Regions from separate parts of the Sus scrofa genome. Here region 1 is linked to region 2. Evidence: chromatin contacts called from public HiChIP or PLAC-seq data. All regions are on one chromosome and are shown on one strand. Each heading gives the region's core, a stretch centred on a gene start, on an enhancer-like site or on the middle of the called end of the contact. The rest is flanking DNA. Distances are from core to core; before and after follow the strand shown.

Evidence for each region. HiChIP or PLAC-seq counts read pairs in DNA pulled down with a chosen protein or histone mark.
Region 1: a contact with region 2 is called in an H3K27ac HiChIP or PLAC-seq map of alveolar macrophages. The contact joins the promoter of FAM53A here to the promoter of LOC110262036 in region 2. A contact is called at or near these places in 2 of 2 datasets of contacts at active chromatin or transcription factors (alveolar macrophages and skeletal muscle).

Annotation. Positions count from the first base shown.
Region 1 is chr8:795,024-797,723 of Sscrofa11.1, reverse strand. FAM53A (protein FAM53A) reads left to right here and starts at 1,341. Exons shown (of 6, transcript XM_021100891.1): 1 at 1,341-1,449; 2 at 1,973-2,092.
Region 2 is chr8:469,183-471,882 of Sscrofa11.1, reverse strand. LOC110262036 reads right to left here and starts at 1,269. Exons shown (of 3, transcript XM_021100876.1): 1 at 231-1,269. The coding sequence starts at 461. The region is part of intron 1 of LOC110262037 (a long non-coding RNA gene); the gene reads left to right.

The DNA.
Region 1 (2,700 bases), core at 92-2,591, 330 kb before region 2:
CCATGCAAGGGCACTGCCCGAACCAGGCCCAGCACATGGCGGGACACAGCTGTGGGTGGACTGTTCCTGCAGCTGTGTGGCTCAGGTGAAGGCCCTGGGCTCAAGTGTCTGCGGATGGCTTCTCCATGCACGGCCAGTGAGACCAGGGCACTCCTGAAGGCCCAATTTCAGGCCAGGCCAGGCCCTGGGGCTTAGCGCACTGATGGGCTCAGCAGGTTGCCTGCCTGGCATCAATTCCCCTTTGCAGAGACTGTGCTCCATTTTGGGAGTTGGTAGCAATGTGTCAGGTTAAAGTGCCCCTCCAGGTGCCCTGGCAGCCGGGTATCAGGAAATCTGGGTGATCCGGGAAGACTCAAATGGGCGGAGCTCTGGACCACAGGGTCCTCAGACCTCTCCCAGCCCTGGCCACCCCTCTCACGGTGGTGCTTCTGCCTGCATCCTTTGAATGAACAGGCCCATACAGACAGCCAAGGTCCACACGTGCAGTTTCAGTGCTGCCCCAAGAGGTGGGGTGGCAGGGCGTCCTGCGCTGTGCGGGGCCAGCGAGTCTGGGGCGGTCAGAGGCCAGGGTCCGGGGGTCAGGACCCCAGGTGGCTCCCAGGATGTAAGGCTGGAGGGGGAAGCAGGACCCCTTCCAAGGGCAGTCCCGCTGACCGCCAGCCTCTCGACGTGGAGCCCCCCGCCTCGAGGTCCGGTCACAGCCGCCAGACGAATGAGTGCCCACCCTTCTCTCCTGCCGGGAGCCCTAGATCACGGCTTCTGGGCACCCGCCGTCCTGCTGGTCACACAGGGCGGAATCGCGGGGAGATCCGAGAGGGCGAGAGACCTGCCCAAGGTCACACAGCGGGTCACAGGCAGGGCGGGTGGGCGGCGAGCCAGGGCTCAGGGGGAAGATGCGGGGAGTGCGGTCTCTAAACGGCCGAGCCCCTGGCGGGACCAAGCCCTTCGCGCCAAGCAGCCGCCTGCTCCCCTGCCCGCCGAGCACGCCCTCCCGCCGCCCGGTGAGCTACGTCAAGCCCAGCGCCCGCAGGCGCGCAGGTGGGTGGGGCTTCGACTCGGGGCCGGGGTCTGGGGGAAACGCCCGGACAGCTTGGCGCACGCGCTGTGCGCCCGCTCGCCTCGGAGACGCGCTCTGGTGTGCGCGGAACCCGCCCCGTTGGCTCAAGCCCCGCCCTCCTGGCCCGCCCGTTCGCCCACAAGGCCCCGCCCCCGGGGCACAGGCCCCGCCTCCCACGCGCCCCGGGCTCCTCAAGGACGGCCGGGGCAGCCCGCTGAAGGGCGGGGCGGCGGCGTGGGGCGGGGCGGCGGCGTGGGGCGGGGCCTGTGTCGAGGGGGCGGGGCGCCGCTCTCAGTCCCGTTCCGCCGGGGTTGAGGCGTGTCGTCCTTTGAGCGAGGAGCGCGGCCAGAGGGCCGGCGGCTCCCAGGCTCCGCCCGCCCTGCTGCGCTCAGGTACTGGGCCCGTAGTGGCCCGCGGGGCGCCGGTCCGTGCGCGCGCGCGCCCGGGGCTGTGCGTGCGCGAGCCGGCGCGGGGCCGCGCGTGAACTTGGCCCAGAAGGTACCCGTCCCTGTCAGCTCGCCAAGCCCGGCCCGCGCGGCCCGATGCTTTTCCACCAGCGTCGGTGCCGAGCGTTTCCGCCGCTGGACCGGGAGAGCGCGGCGGGCGGGGCGCTGAGGGCGCGGGGACTCGAGGGCTCGCCGTCTGGGGTTGGGACCCCCGCCGCGCGCACGACCCCCAGGCCCGCCGAGTCCCGAGCCCCCGCGCCCCCCGCCCCCTGCGCGTCCCAAGAGTCCCGGGCCCCGAGACTCCTGCGCCCCCGCAGCCTCACCCACCCCGGCCTCCTGCGCCCCGAGACCCCCGCCCATCCCGCGCACCCGGGGCCCCGTGCACTGCACGCACCCTTTGCCTCGCCTGGGGCGCGCTGCCACTTGTTGAACCGACTTTGACCTGTCGTCGTTCCTGTGCTGAGAGCAGTTCCTGGGGCTCCTCTGCCTGGCATCTTGCAGCGAGAGAGAAGCAGGAAGTTTGACGTGCTAAGCTGTGCGTTAAGGGAGCTCCGAAGCTGGACCTGCGCGACGCGGGGACCTGTGGAAGGTGATTGGAGGTGGATTCCCGAGCTGCTTTCTCTGCATAGACGTGGAGTCTGGGTCCCTTTAAGACTTTCCCGAGTGGAGGGAGGTGCGCCGGGTGATTGCAGTGTTCACTTTGTTTCTACGTTATGTGCCCTTTTCGGTGGCAGGTCTGACGTGTATTAGTCTTCGTTAAACTGACTCCGTGTTTGCATTTTATCATGGGCCACGTCTGCTTGACTCTAAGCTTCCATAACTTCAAAATACATTTTTTTTTTTTTTCTTTTATGGCTGCCCTCACGGCTTATGGAGATTCCCAGGCTAGGGGGCGAATGGGAGCTACAGCCGCCTGCCTACACCACAGCCACAGCAACGCAGGATCCGAGGCGCGGCTGCGACTTAACACCACAGCTCCCAGCAACACCAGATCCTTGACCCACAGAGCAAGGCCAGGGATCAAACCTGCGTCCTCATGGATACGAGTGGGGTTCGTTAACCACTGAACCATGATGGGAACTCCTCAAAATACTTTTTAAAAAACCCTCAAACTTGATTCATTACTCAGCTGAGTTTACGCTGATTTCTCAGGATTGTTTGCTTGACGTCAAGAATGTGCTTCAGTTTCACAGTAGT
Region 2 (2,700 bases), core at 20-2,519:
GTCCTCTGGGCCGGCGCCCAGCTCCCGGGAGCTCCCCCCCCACCAGGGACCCGCCTCCCGCTCCCCGGGACCAGCACCCGCCCCCCTGTCCCCGTAGCACCCCCCTGGCTGCCCCACGGGCCTCTCCCCTGGCCCATGGTGTCCAGGCCAGCCTGGGTCACGGCACGGAGCCCAGCAGCCCTGGTGGGGACGTGCCACCCCAGGCAGTGTCCCCGACCCTCTGCTCAGACCTGAAGCACCGAGGCCCAAGCGCCAGTACATCCCTGTCCCAGAGTCTCCTGCTGCCCCCAGGCCACCTCCAACAGCAGCTCGAGGGCTCCCTCACAGGATAAAAGATGGCTGGGGACGGCCTCCGAGAGGCCAAGAGAGGCAGAGGTGAGGGCGCACTGCCCAGCCTGAGAGCCTGGGGCCGTCGCATTCTGGGTCCCTCCCAGCCCTCCCCAGGGCGCAGCCCTGCGCATCGGCCTTGCCAGTGACCTTGGTAATGGCTGCGTGACTCCACCTGCAGATGAGTCACCCTTGGCTTACCCAGCCCCTCCGCCTGCGCTTGTCCTGTGGGTCCGTGTCCCCAGCGAACAGATCCGCAGGGCGGAAGAGTTAGTCCAAGATACGCGCCTGTGTCATCTGGGGACATGGTCCCCAACGGGCCAGTCGACACTCCCAGCCGCTAGGAGGGCACCACTTCCCCACAGCCGCACAGTCAGCAGGTTCCCAAACATCACGGGTCCTGTGGTTGAGGCCACAGGGAGAAATGGCCCCCCTGCTTGTGCTTGTTGCCCAGTACCAGTGAAACTGCCCACGGTCCGTGTCTTGCTGGCCTGGGCCTTGTCTTCATCTATTTTCTCTTTGGCACAGTATGGCCGGCCTTTTTCTCATTGGTTTGTAGGAGCTCTTTGTATATTAAGGAAATTAGACTTTACCTACAGCCTGTGTTGTACATCCAGTGTCCTCATTCGCCGTTTATTTGTTTACACACTTACTGACTTTGCACCTGGCGGTTGGTCTCAGGAGGGCCAGGGGCGTTTTGGCTGCTCAGACACTGTGTCCCTTCGCCCAGGTTTCCGTCTCCCACGCACACTGCCTCTAGGAGCCCACCCCAGCCAGATCCTGGGCCTAGGTTCAGATGAGACTCTCCCTGCCTGGGGCCAGGAGCGCAGGACGTTTGCCGGGGCGGGGCGGGGCAGGGGAGGCCAGGGCAGGGACCAGGCAGAGAGGCTGGGTTGCGCCTCAGGGGTCAGGAAGAAAGCACCGCCCGCCCCCCGCCCCCCCCCCCCCGAGGCCTCCCCAGGCAGGGCAGACTCCTCCTGCCACTCAGAAAGGCCAGGGTTTCCCTTGGGGGAAAGCGACCTCGGGTCAGCCGCCGGTTGGCGCTGGTGTGGTCTCCGGAGCCCAGAGCCCCTGCATCCTGGCCGTGGGGATGGGACAGAACCCCCTCCTTCCTGTCCTTGAGGGCAAAAGGCCCTGTCCTCTGCTAATGTCCCACTCCTGCCATGTATCTCTCTGGCCGTCCCAGGGGGTTCTGTCCCAGGGGGTCCTCCCCTCACACGCAGCCCTGCCCACCTGTCCTGGCCACTCTCCCCGGCCTGCTCCAGGAGGTAGCCCTTCCCAGCCCCTCCTCCTCCCGCTGCTGACCTCGGCGCATCCCGCAGAATGTGTGCAGTGCTGCACGGGGTTGCGGCCAGATGGAGGGCTGGTCCTGCACCCTTCCACCCAGACCCTGGGAAGAGGCGGGGCGGGGTCTGGGGGAGGCAGGGGCAGGCAGAGGAGGTGCCCGTGGTGGGGGCCAGGCCAGCCCTGGGGGCAGCGAGGCTGGGGATAGAGGACCCCCCTTCAGCCGGGCTCCAGCTCTGTGTCCCTGTCTGAGCAGCATGTGGTCACGGCCCCCAGGGCCGCACTGTCCCCGGGGGGCCTGGTAACCAGCTGGGAAGGCCCAGGGTAGCAGCCCAAGCGCAGGGCCAGGGGCCAGCTTTCCAGGGCAAGTGGTGAGTGTTCTGGCAAATGGGCGCCTGGACGTTGCCAAGGAAAAGGCTGCTCCTTGGTCCCGCGGAGACTGGCCTGGAGCCCATGGGGGAAAAGCCGCCCCAGGCTCCCTGGGCGGACGGGAGAAGACGGGGCAGGCTGGACGCCGCGTGGGAGCTCGGACGGCCCTGGAGCGACGGGGCCAGGCCTGCCGGAGCCACGCGTGGCCACTGGCTTTCTTTGCAATGGAATCCCCGCAGCCCCGGGACTCCTCCAGGGGAGCTGGGCGAGGGGCCCGTCCAGCCGTACCCACGGCCCTGGGCCCCCTCACCTCGCTGTTCCCAGGCCCCGTCGGGGGGCAGGGGGCAGGAACAGTGCAGTCTGTCCACCCAGTTGTGCCCGCAGCTCGCGGCCAGCAACACGGACCCTAGAGACCTTCACGTCCCCACTCTGTGACCCTCTCTCCCTAGCTGCCCCCTCACCTCCTTCCTCCCCTCCCCTGCCCTCCTCCTGGAGCACAGCCACGGAGCACTGGGGCCGTGAGGAGGGGCCGGGCGGGTGCCCCGCCTCAGCCACAATGACGGGTGTGCCCCCCCCCCCCCGGCCAGGAGCCCCAGAAAGAACCTGGACACACACAGACCCCGCTGCGACCTCGAGCAGGCTTGGGAATGACCCGAAACAGAAGCCACAGGCGAATTCAGAAGGGCGGCTGTTGAGAAACCAAAGCAGCTTCTGCTTGGA